2 separate regions of the Sus scrofa genome follow, and region 2 is linked to region 1. A link is a contact called in public Hi-C data. All regions are on one chromosome and are shown on one strand. Each heading gives the region's core, a stretch centred on a gene start, on an enhancer-like site or on the middle of the called end of the contact. The rest is flanking DNA. Distances are from core to core; before and after follow the strand shown. Region 1 holds the start of SUGCT (succinate--hydroxymethylglutarate CoA-transferase). Region 2 holds the start of CDK13 (cyclin-dependent kinase 13).

What was found. A called contact is a pair of places that touch in the nucleus more often than the background predicts.
Region 2: a contact with region 1 is called in a Hi-C map of liver, with 3 times the contacts expected there. The contact joins the promoter of CDK13 here to the promoter of SUGCT in region 1. A contact is called at or near these places in 3 of 47 Hi-C or Micro-C datasets (blood and liver) and 1 of 2 datasets of contacts at active chromatin or transcription factors (alveolar macrophages).

What each region holds. Positions count from the first base shown.
Region 1 is chr18:54,280,014-54,286,115 of Sscrofa11.1, reverse strand. SUGCT (succinate--hydroxymethylglutarate CoA-transferase) reads left to right here and starts at 2,844. Exons shown (of 14, transcript XM_021078652.1): 1 at 2,844-3,019. The coding sequence starts at 2,920. It overlaps MPLKIP (M-phase-specific PLK1-interacting protein), which reads right to left and starts at 2,801. Exons shown (of 2, transcript XM_003134903.4): 1 at 2,109-2,801; 2 at 293-1,002. The coding sequence starts at 2,447. The coding sequence ends at 802.
Region 2 is chr18:54,426,743-54,432,844 of Sscrofa11.1, reverse strand. It overlaps CDK13 (cyclin-dependent kinase 13), which reads left to right and starts at 2,785. Exons shown (of 15, transcript XM_021078845.1): 1 at 2,785-4,119. The coding sequence starts at 2,906.

The DNA.
Region 1 (6,102 bases), core at 1,595-4,094:
TGGAAAACGTTCTCTCACAATGGAAGTGATTTGAGACTGCTGGTAGGCACCTTCCTGGGCCTCAAGAGAAAATGACTCCACAATACTGAGAGATGTGGAGAAGAGATATTCAGTTACTGAATTCTTTGACCTAGCTATGCAAGAAACAGGTCTATCCTTGGCTCCTTCCAGTTAAATGAGTATAAAGGGTATAAATACTGTTTTATTTAAGCTTCAGTGGGTTTCTGTAACTTTCAAATTTCAATGCATTTTTACAAAAGCATTACATAAAATATGCACGCAAAACAATGGATATAATAGGAATAGAAATTTCCTTTATTCTTTCTTTACCCCCTTTCCTTATGAACAAATATAGAACTGTCTACAGCACAAAGGATGGTCTATTTTATTTTCAAAAGTAGTATGCAAAATATATACTTACAAATTCTAACCACATGATTACAAAGCATTACTTTAATAATCCTTCTTTAGCATATGACAAAAGCACAATTAGCTAAAAAGACAAAATGTTTTATTTTAAAACATTGGAAAAACATTAAAAGACAAATGTCCATTATATAACCAAGAATGTTAAGTATTTGGAAACTGTCAATCTTCTAAAATGTGGTAGGCACTTCCAGAGGGCTAAATATTGCAAATTATCCTACCATGTCTTCTTTAATACCAAAAATACTTGATATGATGAAAGAAGACACAACTAATTACTCAAAGTCACCAAGTTAGGGTTCAACTTAATTACAAGCAAAAGTTTTGTCCAAGATGTTCCTGACACATGAAGCTTCCAGCTGAATTTCAGAAATGTTAACAAAAGTATCTTCCTTTTTTGCCTGTGAATGTTTGAGTACTGCTGTATTGTTGGCTTATATCCACTACAGACACTGGTTCTAGGCCAGCCCAAGGGTCTTCAAGCATTGAAGGCTTGAAATAACTTTCCAACTCATTAGACATTCTCTTTTCTCTACCACGCCCTGATCCAAATGGCGTAGATGTCCTTGGAGAACCCTTTAGGAAAAAAACCACCAGTTAAAAAGACATTTAGAAGAGGTAAGTGGTACTTTTTCTTCAGAGACTAGTGGGGATCACATTGCTAGTTAAAAGTTCTATCTTTAATACCAATGTTTAATTGCAAAGTCCATGCTTCCTTTAAATGTCTTTAAGAAGTATTTAGGAGTTCCAGCTATGGCGCCACGGGATTGGCGGCGTCTCTGCAGCGCTAGGACACAGGTCTGATATGAGCACAGGCACAGTGGGTTAAAGGATCCGGTGTTGCTGCAGCCTGGGACTGGTCCCCGGCCTGGGAACTCCATAAGCCACCAGGTGGCCAAAAAAGGGGGAAAAAAAAAAAAGTATTTAAAGGCTCACTGTCACCTCAAATACTTCTGAGTTTCTCAGGTAATAACTTTGTGGAACTTTAAATTGGTGATAACTACTTTTGTTTTTTTTATTAATTTTTAAAAAAGTCTTGTTTTTTAGGAAATCAATTGCAGTTTTCCTTCAATATTTCCCTGTTTTCCTCCTAGAGGCAAATTAAAACGTTTACCTTACAGCTTCAAAATTTCTGGACCTTCCCATCTCTTTAGCTCCAGACTCAAAAGGGGTGGGTTTAGCTTAGCACTCAGCAAAGCCGGAAAACTACCAGAGAAACCTAGACACGCCACACGTACTCCCTGCATCCCTCTCACCGAGAGCAATGGGAAACTCCACTATCACCGACTCTCCCTTGAGAAGACTTGGAGCAGAAGCCAGTGCAGCTGGCACACAAAGGCGAAAAAAAAAAAGAAAAAAGAAAAAAAGAAAAAGAAAAAAAAAGGCGCCAGCAGGAGGAAGACGCCCTAAAGCCCCAGAGACGGCGCCGCGCTGGGGAAACCTCCTGGCAGGAGAGGCGGGACGCTCGTGACAACGCAGGAAGACCCAGAGACAGAGCCCAGCTCCGCCGCCTTCCAGAGGAAGGCAAGTTCCACCTAACTTCTCCGAGCCTCAGGTGACGCACCGACCACCAAGGGCTAGCAAGAGGCTCACCTCAGAGGATGCAGAGTAACCCGCGTGAAGGGATGCTTACCCCACGCCTGCCAGACGCTAAGAGCTCGGCAAGCGCTGGCCAGTATTACCTGGGGGTGCGTCTGCTGCGGCCCCGGGGAGTAGCCGAATTGCTGCTGGGACCCCGCGGGGGACCTGGCGTAGGTGCCGGGGTGGCCGCCAGGGGACGGCGACCCGAACCGGCCCCCAGGGAAGCTGCCGCCGTGTCGCGGAGAGTGGCCGCTCCCGTAGGGCCTAGACCGGGGCCCGTACGGCGACGTGTGGTGGGGACTCCCGTACCCGTCCCGCGGGGACGGCGGCCGCGGTCCGCCTCCGCCCGGGGCACCCCGGAGGCCGCTCCCGCTCCCCCAACCTCCTACACCCGGGCCGGGGTAAGGAGGAGTCGGGGGTCGAAAATTCTGTCGGTGCATCGGACGAGACGGAGACGGCGACGAACACAGGACCTCGCAGGCGCGTTCTGCCGCCGGAACTGTCCGGCCCACCCTTCGCAGACACTTGGTGGTCCGTCGCCAGAACAGTCCTCCGTCTGCCAGCAGCACCCAGCACGGTGGTTCCGGCCTCACAAGCGTTCCGCTTGGGCGGGTGGCTAAGTGGATGATCGCACTGAGCTGATATAAGTGAAGGACGAAGGAAGAGAAAGGATTAAGGGAGGGCGGGACGTTATGCCCCAGCGAGGGCCTTGGACGTCTCGCGGAGCCTGGTTGGGACGGCGACTGACGCGAGGCCTCCCCGGCGCCTGGAGGGCGCCCGGAGCGCCGGGCCCAGCCCCGCCCACCCGGCCGGGGGCGGGGCTGAGGTGTCCGCGGGCGCCCCCAGCGGCTGCGGGCGGCGCGCGCGGCGTCCTCGGCTCGGCGGGGACGGAGACCTCCTGAGCGGCGCGCGATGCTGGCGACGCGGGCGAGGGTCGCGGCTCTGCGGAGAACAGGCCTGCTCTCCCGTCGGGGCGGCGGGAGGGGACTGTGGACCGGCCGCCCGCAGTCAGGTACCCTTCGAGACGCGGGCCGGGCCGCGAAAGGGACCCCAGCCGCAGCCCTCCCGCTCTGGCGACGTCCTGGGGGAGCGCCTGCGCGTTCCCGCGGGTCCGCTGGCCCCGCCGCCTGCCCTCCGGCCCTTCGTGTCTCCCCCGCGCCCCGCGCCCCGCGCCGCGGCCGCGCGGTGGTCCCCCTGCCCGGCGTCCCGGCCCGGGTCCGGCCCCTGCGCGGTCCGGCCGGGGGCTCGGCTCTCCCCTGGTCCCTCAAGTTGGAGTAACTTCAGACATGCACACCCAGTCGCAGTTCAGGGCTGCCGACTGCGTCTTTAACGGGGGTGAGGCTGCGCTCGCAGATGCCAGACTTTAGGACTCGACTTCCTTCCTTGAGCTGGTTAAGGGCGAGCGGGCCAGGGAGGGGGTTGGCAAGCAGAGATGCTGATTTTCAAAAGGACGGACATTTGGCCAAAGCTCTTAAAAGAGGGATCATTTCACGGGCTTTTACGTTAGAAAGAAAAATGTGATAGTTCAAGAATGACCCCCTAATGTATTCAGAAAGAACCCCGTAACAGAACAGGTCTTTGTACTGGACACCTGTCCCAGAATTTTATTTAGAAGATGGAATTTAGATTTACTACAGTTTTATAGCACTTTCTTTACTCCCTGACAATTTGGGACTCACAGTCCACCTGTGACTCTTTTTGAAATCAGCTTGTAGGAAACAGACTCTTTAAGAACTTCAGAACTGATTTAATCATGGCCTGTTGGGTAGCCTGGACCTGTGCTTTTCCGCCTGACCACATTTTTGCAGCTGCCACCCTTCACTGTCCCTTTGTTCTGTGACATGGCCAGCTGAAGAATGTGATGTTTGCTCAGCTTCTCTCCTGGATGAATGGAGATACACAGTTTTTTAGTTGTTTGTTCGGAGGGAATTCACTTCATCCAGTTTCTCCTTTAGACACAAGTGGTAGATTCAGTCAACCACAGGATAACACCCTTAAGGCTTTGTGATGCGATTAAGGCCTGAGGATCCCAGGTGATCCACTTTATTACACACTTACAGCCTGGCCAAAAGCTCACCTTTCTGGACATTGTCTTTGGTGCTTAATGTCCTGGTAATTGGCACCCATATGTCTCCTGAATGAATGAGTGGGTCTCCTCGTTGGTCGGTGATTCTCACCTGTAACGCCACCGTTTATGTCATCAATGAATCTGCATTTTGAAGGGAGGGAGCGGGAAAATGAGGGTGACAGGACCAACAGTGGCTTTGTTAATTTTTGAATAACTGGCAAATGATTTGCCGAATGGAGTGAAGTACTGTAAGTTGTCTTTTTATTGGGCTTACACTTCCAGAATGTTTCTCCCAGTAACTTGCTGTCTTCTACACATGAACTTGCATTACAAACAGGGAGGGCTGGAGTTCCCTGGTGGCTCAACAGTTTAAGGACCTGGCTTTGTTACTGCTGTTGCTTGGGTTACTGCTGAGGTGTGGGTTGGATCCCTGGCCTGGGAACTTCTGCATACTGGGGGCACTGCCAGAGAAAAAAGAAATGGAAGAAGAGAGATACAGTGGAAAATTTTTAACGGGTGGTTTATGCTGACATTGTGCCTTCCTTGTGTTTTCAGGTATATATGAGAATTGAGAGAATACGTTTTTATTCAATGAGAATTGAGAGAATATACTGTTAATAATTAATGAAAACGTCCAGAGTCCACTTGGATCAGTTCTGAGAATAAGCAACCTGCCTTTTTCCAGATGAGCCGTTGTCCCGAGAAGTAACTTGCTAAAATTCGCACAGCAAGCAGAGGTGGGGTCGGAAGTCAGGCTTCTTGAATCCCAGGCCATTGTCTCTTTTCCTGGAGAAAGAAATATGAATTGACGATCAGCGTCTGTCTTTTGAAAAATGCAGTGGATTAAATAAGCATGTAGGGTGTAAACTCCGGACCGTGGTACTGTAGCATATTATTTTAGGTTTAGACGTTAGTAGATATATAACCTTAACATTTAACTTTTGTAAATGTAGCTAGAATCTTCCCCGGTGTTAACCTGAGGATTGCAGTCAACTGCCTGAACTGGTGCATCTGAGGTCCCCAGGCATATATTTGTATAGAATTTATTTATATGGTGGTTAGTTAAGGGGCAGAGAGATGAGGGGGAGGGTGAAAGTTTTATGTTGGGCTACCCGGAAGTAATGAAGATGGGATGATGGGTATGAGAGTGTGGTGGTTGCCCCAGGAACTAAGTCTGAGTCTGGTGGAGAGAAATGGGCACTTATTTTTGTGAGTAATACAGGTGGTGTTCTCACAAAAAGAGAATTCACTGTTTAGGGAGGACCAGCATCAGAAAACAAGATCTCAAATAGAATAGTGCTTTCACTGAGGGTGCTATCAGTGGCTAGGTGCTGTCTTCAGGTGGCATTGTACAAGAGGACATCAACAGACAGAAAGAACCTCGGAACTTTCTGTATGGGGAGCCCCCCAAATAATTGGTCAATGCTGTGGTATGTTTTACAAGTTGTCCATTAATGCAAGTGAGAGTACCAAGCAAAGGAAACTGTAAATGTAAATGGGGCCTTGCCTGTTTCTTTGAGACTCAGGATCTGTATTTGGTTACTGAAGATTTTTTGGTGTTTCTTTTTTCAGTAGATTAAAGTTTTTTTGGGGAGGTAGAACCTTCATGATGGGTTTGTGTTTGGAGCAGGAGTTGGGGTCCCAGAGCTGCTTACTCTGACCCCTACTTTAACTCTGTCCCTGAAAAGTCACTTCTGGGGGACCTCTGAGGAATTCTAGGGCTCTCTAGAAAGGGAGGAAAGCCAGTATTTTAGGCAGGTGTCGGGTATTAATGAATGGTGCAAATGTAAATACCTTGATTAGTTTTACTGCTTGTTACCAAGGAGGGAATATTTCTGCATGGTCAGGGCTTTCCAACCCAAGGAAACTACAACCCCGGTGAAAGGGCAAACCTTGGAAGTTAAAAGATGACTGAACTGCTTGTTAGAGGACTTCCAGGGATTTCGTGTTTGTTTTTCAAAGGGTATAAAACGCAGAGCCTTGGAGGCATTCCTAAGATTGAGATTGAAGTTCATCTTTCCGTTTGG
Region 2 (6,102 bases), core at 1,536-4,035, 150 kb before region 1:
AGCCGTTATATGATATGTCACAACACACAAACAGTAAAATATTAAAGTACAGTCCTGCATGGCAATTTCAAGTCTCTTTACAGGACAGTAAGTAGACAAACTTAAAAGAAACAGATGACTTGTAAATTAAAGGTTTTCTCATTTTGTGGAGTTTGAACCCTGTTAATTATTAGCATTTCAATGCACGTGGGCTGGTTATCTCTGGGAGCTCTAATGCTTCACTTCTTCCATTTCTCCCCATTCCCCTCACTCCCAAGATAGAATCTTTGCAGAAACACACTGGGGTGGCAGAAAAATATTTTACTAAAAATATTATTATTTTAATATTTCACTAAAAATATTTTAGTGCATGTTTTCTGTTTGCAACCTGGACTGCAAGCTATATATTTACTATGGAACGAGTTTTCTTTTCAAGTATGGAAGATGATATTCTTACGTGGAATTGGTCACAGATAGGAGGAATTCTAGACAAACCTCTTATTTTGCTTTCCTTGTTCTGTTATTCCGGGCCTTTCAAAGTAGGATGACAGGGCAGGTTGATAGAGTTTTGTTGTTGTTGTTGTAGTTGGAAAAATCCACTTCCTAACTGGTTTGGCTTTAGGACTTTCATTCAGCAATACTGCTAAGGAGAAACTTTTTAAGGCATCCTGCCTCTTACTTTTCTATTCAGTTTCCCAATGCACTTAGCACATCCTCCTGACTGCATGGTAGGTTGCACCGTATGGGCCACACGGAGCCTATCCTTGTGGGACCTGAACCGACTTCAAGATTACCTATCCCTTTGCCTCCTCCTTTATCCTTCAGAAAACGCCCTTGTATTCATTCTTTCACTGAAGTCTGAGTTTAGCTTAGATCAGTCCAGACAGAGGTACAGACAGTATTAGTGGATATCAAGTCAATTACAATTAGTTATCTTAAGGCAGGAATGACGGATGGGTACTAAGTATTTAAGAAGCAAGAACCAACTGAGCAGACCTAACAAACTCGAAAAGGGTCATGCAGCACTGCTCAGCTTTCCTTCGCAACCATACTAAAAACTCAAAGGAGCCACTTCAGTTTCAACCTAATTGTTCCCAAAGCCCAGTCTGTAACTGAAAGGCATACCTGGTAATGCCAGCAATGAGACGTGAGGTCACCAAATGGTTATACTTTGCAGCCCCAAGGTTTAGCTAAGGTGAAAGTGGGTGAAGTGCCAAGAGGGCATTTCTCACTTGAGGAAGACGTTTTGACTTCAAGGCCGCCGGTAATAATTCTGGGGGTTTCTGTACTCCCTTCTAACGTTGCATCATTCCTCGTGTTACTATAACTTTCTACACTCTTGAGTGGTTATGAAAGCTCCAGACTGTGATTTCTGTGTTTTTAGGTTAAGACGGGGCCTGGAACCTGGGTGTACCGGGTAGTTTAAGCTGACGCCACCTCCGCCCTCTTTTACGGGGTGCTCTCTTTCCCTCTGGCAGCTGTTCCAACCCCCGGGCTTGGCTGAGGGTGGACGCTGTGGTGAATACCCAGCCCAGAAGGCCATTAAAGGCATTACTCCTCAGTCTCCAGATTCTTTCTCCAGCCGTGACCTTTCGACAGGCAGGCGGTGCGGTGCCTGCGGAGATCCGGGGCCGGCACGGCGCGCTGGACGCAAGCAACAGGCACGACCCGCGTGCCATCACTGCGAGACGCTCCAGCGACAGCAGTGGGCGGCGCACGCATCCTCTCCTTTCTTTAACCCTTCTTCACACAGAGTCCCACCCTCGCCGGAAGTGGAGCGCTCTCCAGTACGTCACTTCCGGTCAGAACCCCCGTCGCTTGGCGGGAGCGAGCACGCCGGTGCGCGGCAACTTTGTTCCCGCCTCCTTTGCCCCTGACGCCACTCACCTTTGGTTTTCTCGGAGCGCGACGTGCGCGCGCGCCCCCGGCCTTGCGTCAGGGCCGAGGGGGGGAAAGGCCGAAAGAGCGAGGCGAGAAGGAGGGGTTGTGGAGGTTAGGGCCCAACCAGCGAGTCCCAGCACCCTCCCTCCTCCTGACGAGGAGCGGAGAGGGAAGGGGAGGAGCAAGCCGGGCCCGGCCGCGCACACCCGGAGCCTCCTCGTGGAGGGGGGGGGAGCGGAGAAAAGGGGCAGCACCGCCACCTCTGCCGGCGGTGGCGAAGGAAGAAAGTCAGGGCCCAAACCCACCGCTCCAGACTCAGAAACGCCCCCCCGCCCCCTTCTCCCCGGAAACAGCCCCCCGCCCAGCCCCGCACACTCGCCGCCCCAGCCGCGAGCCGCAGCCGGGTCGCCCCCGCCTCGCCCCGCCCCGCCGCCCGTCCCTGCGGGCCGCCGAGTGCGCGAGGCCCTAGGCCGGGAGTTGTTGTCAGGCCCAGGCCACTTCCGAGGCGCCCGCCGTGTGTCGCCGCCGCCACAGGAGGACGACGTCGACGCGGAGGAGGAGGGGGAGGCGGCGGAGGCGTGTTGTTGTCTCGCCCACTCCCTCCCCTGAACTCGCACCCGACGTCAGGGCGCGATGGAGTGAAGCGGCGACGAAGGTGGTACTTCCGCGTTGCGCTGCCCGAGCCGAGAGCGCGGCCGAGGCCGCTCCCCCACCCCGGGGGCACTTGGAGGACTCCGGACTCCCCCGCGGGTCGGCGCCCGGCGCCGCCGGGGTTTTTGCTGCGGAGGGTAGGACGGCGAGCACGATCGGGAGCTCCTCCGCCCGGATTCCGGCTTCCCGCGGGCCCGGAGGCCGCTGCGTACCCCACCGCGACCTGGAGCCCGGGGACCGGAGTCCCGACCCGGATTATCGTGGCGCGTCTGCCGGCCCGCCCCGGTGCTCGGTGTCCCTCCGCCGCCGTTCCCGTTTCCGGCGGGGGAGATGGCCAGGATCTGACCCGCGAGGAGGCCGCACCCGCGCCGCGCTCTGCGGCGGGCCCTAGGCGATGCCGAGCAGCTCGGACACGGCGCTGGGGGGAGGCGGGGGCTTGAGCTGGGCGGAGAAGAAGTTGGAGGAACGCCGCAAGCGGAGGCGATTCCTGTCCCCTCAGCAGCCGCCGCTGCTGTTGCCGCTCCTGCAGCCGCAGCTCCTGCAACCGCCGCCGCCCCCGCCGCCTCTGCTCTTCCTGGCTGCTCCCGGCACGGCCGCCGCCGCAGCCGCCGCCGCCGCGGCCTCCTCCTCTTGCTTCAGCCCGGGCCCCCCTCTGGAGGTCAAGCGGCTGGCGAGAGGCAAGAGGCGCGCAGGAGGGCGGCAGAAGCGGCGCCGCGGGCCCCGCGCCGGGCAGGAGGCGGAGAAGCGTCGGGTCTTCTCGCTGCCCCAGCCGCAGCAGGACGGCGGTGGCGGTGCGAGTAGCGGCGGGGGTGTGACCCCGCTGGTGGAGTACGAGGATGTGAGCTCCCAGTCCGAGCAGGGGCTGCTGCTGGGGGGGGCCAGCGCGGCAACGGCGGCGACGGCTGCCGGGGGAACCGGGGGCAGCGGCGGCAGTCCGGCCTCCTCCTCCGGCACCCAGAGGCGCGGGGAGGGGTCGGAGCGCAGGCCCCGCCGGGACCGCCGCAGCAGCAGCGGCCGCAGCAAGGAGCGCCACCGCGAGCACCGGCGGCGGGACGGGCAGCGGGGCGGCGGCGAGGCCTCCAAGTCCCGCAGCCGCCACGGCCACGGCGGCGAGGAGCGGGCCGAGGCCGGCAAGAGCGGCAGCAGCAGCAGCAGCGGCGGCCGCCGGAAAAGCGCCTCGGCCACGTCCAGCAGCAGCAGCAGCCGCAAGGACCGAGACCTGAAGGCCCATCGCAGCCGGACTAAGTCGTCCAAGGAGCCGCCCTCGGCCTACAAGGAGCCGCCCAAGGCCTACCGCGAGGACAAGACCGAGCCCAAGGCCTACCGGCGGCGGCAGCGGTCCCTGAGCCCGCTGGGAGGCCGGGACGACAGCCCGGTGTCCCACAGGGCCTCGCAGAGCCTGCGGAGCCGCAAGTCCCCCAGCCCGGCCGGAGGGGGCAGCAGCCCCTACTCTCGGCGGCTGCCCCGCTCCCCGAGCCCCTACAGCCGCCGCCGCTCCCCCAGCTACAGCCGCCACAGCTCCTACGAGCGGGGCGGCGACGTGTCCCCCAGCCCCTACAGCAGCAGCAGCTGGCGCCGCTCCCGGAGCCCCTACAGCCCCGTGATCAGGTGAGTGCGGCGTCGCGGCCGGCGGGCTTGGGCTGGGCTGGCCGGGTCCCCAGGGGCCGCGGGCGAGGGGCGAGGCTCGGCCAAACGCCCGTCCGCCCGCGCGGCCGGGAAGCCCCACCGCGGCCGGGGCGCTCGCTGGGCAGGGGCGTTTCCGCGCGCCCGGGACCCCTGGTCGGGGTTGGAGGGACAAAGCAACAGGTCCCGCAAAGTTTGCCGCGTTGCTCGGGCGGGCAGGGTTGCGAGGGAGGGGGAGCGCTTTCGGCTCGTCGCGGGAGTCCGTCGGCGGGCGTCTCCGAGCTGCCCCTTGCTCTCCCGGGGCGGCTGCTTGGGGTAGACCTGGGGGTGGCTTGACTCGTGCTCTCGAAAGCTCTCAGAGGAGGTTCCGCTGCCGGAGACTTGAGCCTGGATGGTTGCAGCGTGGGGACCAAATATCGTACGGAGAGAGTCGGCATCCGGTGCCGACGTCGGAGTCAGATGCGGATTGCAAGTGTTTCCTATGATTAATGCAGCGGTGGGAAAAGCAGCCTTTCTGGAAGGTCCTTCTTTGAATATGTGCAGAAGTTTACGTGGAAGCTTGTAGTTCTGAGTTCTGGAGAGAAGATACTCATTTTATGATTTTCTTGTGTGAAATAGTTTTTTGTCACCTGCTCTGTAAAAGTCGTGATTTAAACAAACAAACAAGAAGGCCAGGTGGCTTCTGTGTTCGTTTGTGATGACGCTCAGTTGCTAATAACGTGGTAAATGTAATCTAGTTGGTGTTTCCTGTGTAGCGACCGAGTGAGCGGCCTGGAACTGGACATTTCTTACACTGTTATACTACTTACACTAGTTAGTTACTACTTTAAATGACTATTTACACTTACTTTGAAGTTAACTAGACCTTTAAATAGCAGGATTTTTTTTTCCAAACGTCGTTGAAAGGTATAATTTAATCTAGTGGAATTGGAGTAAATCTTTATGTAGCTGTGATGCCTTGTTATATAATGCTTTCTCCAGAAAAAGTGTGTGCATTGGTGTATATTTATCTATTAGGGACAATGAATTAAAAGTAACTTGTGAGTATTTTGCAGATCCTGATGTTCCGTGAGATGTATAGACCTTCTAGGTGTTAAAATTTAGGGTATTGACCAAATGTTTTTTGTACCCGTTTTTGTCCTCTTGGTCTTAGTTTTCAGTAATGCCAAGCAACTGCTGTGTATCTATCGCTAAGTACGAGTTCTGCCAAATCTCAATACTGTCTGTGTACCTATAAAATTAGGTCTCCTCGAAGCACCAGCCTGGTAAATGTTTGTAAAGATGCGATGCAAGTAGAGATCTGTGTGTTTGTCTTTAATCCAAAACAGCTGTATAAATCTTCCTTCTTGCAGGGTTCAAGAAAACTTACAATGCTAGTTGATGCCTTAGCCAAAGATATCAGTGTTAAAAAGTGATTTCACTAAGTCTAGCTTCTGTATCTTGCAGGAGTTTATATTTTAATTTAATGCCAAAAGATTTGCTTTTTTCTTTTGCAGTTGAATTTGTTTTTGGAAACTGATTAGGTTAAGTTTCAGCACTTTAGATAGCAATTTTTAGTGTACGATGTGATGTTAAGAATGGATTTTGTGTTTATCAGGCGTTTTAGTTGCTGGACGCTTTAGCATGGCCCTTTATTATCTAATAGTGCTGTGTGTTTTGTAGTTATTACGGAACAGGAGTATGTTTGTTGAGGATTGCTTGTATTTAGTAAATATTTATTGAGCATATATTATATGCCAGACACTCTTGCAGGGACTGGAATACGGGAATGAACGAGGCTTGCGTTCCAGTGGACCGTTTATTACTGAATCTCTTCAGGGCGTTTATATTGACCACCAGTATTTCTGAGTGGTTGGATTCGGAGGAAGCTTCAGAATATTTTGGTCAACATTCTTGACAGCTGGCCTTTTGGTTGTGTGCCTGTATAAATCTAGAGGTGGGAAACTTTGAGACAGCCTATTCCATTAG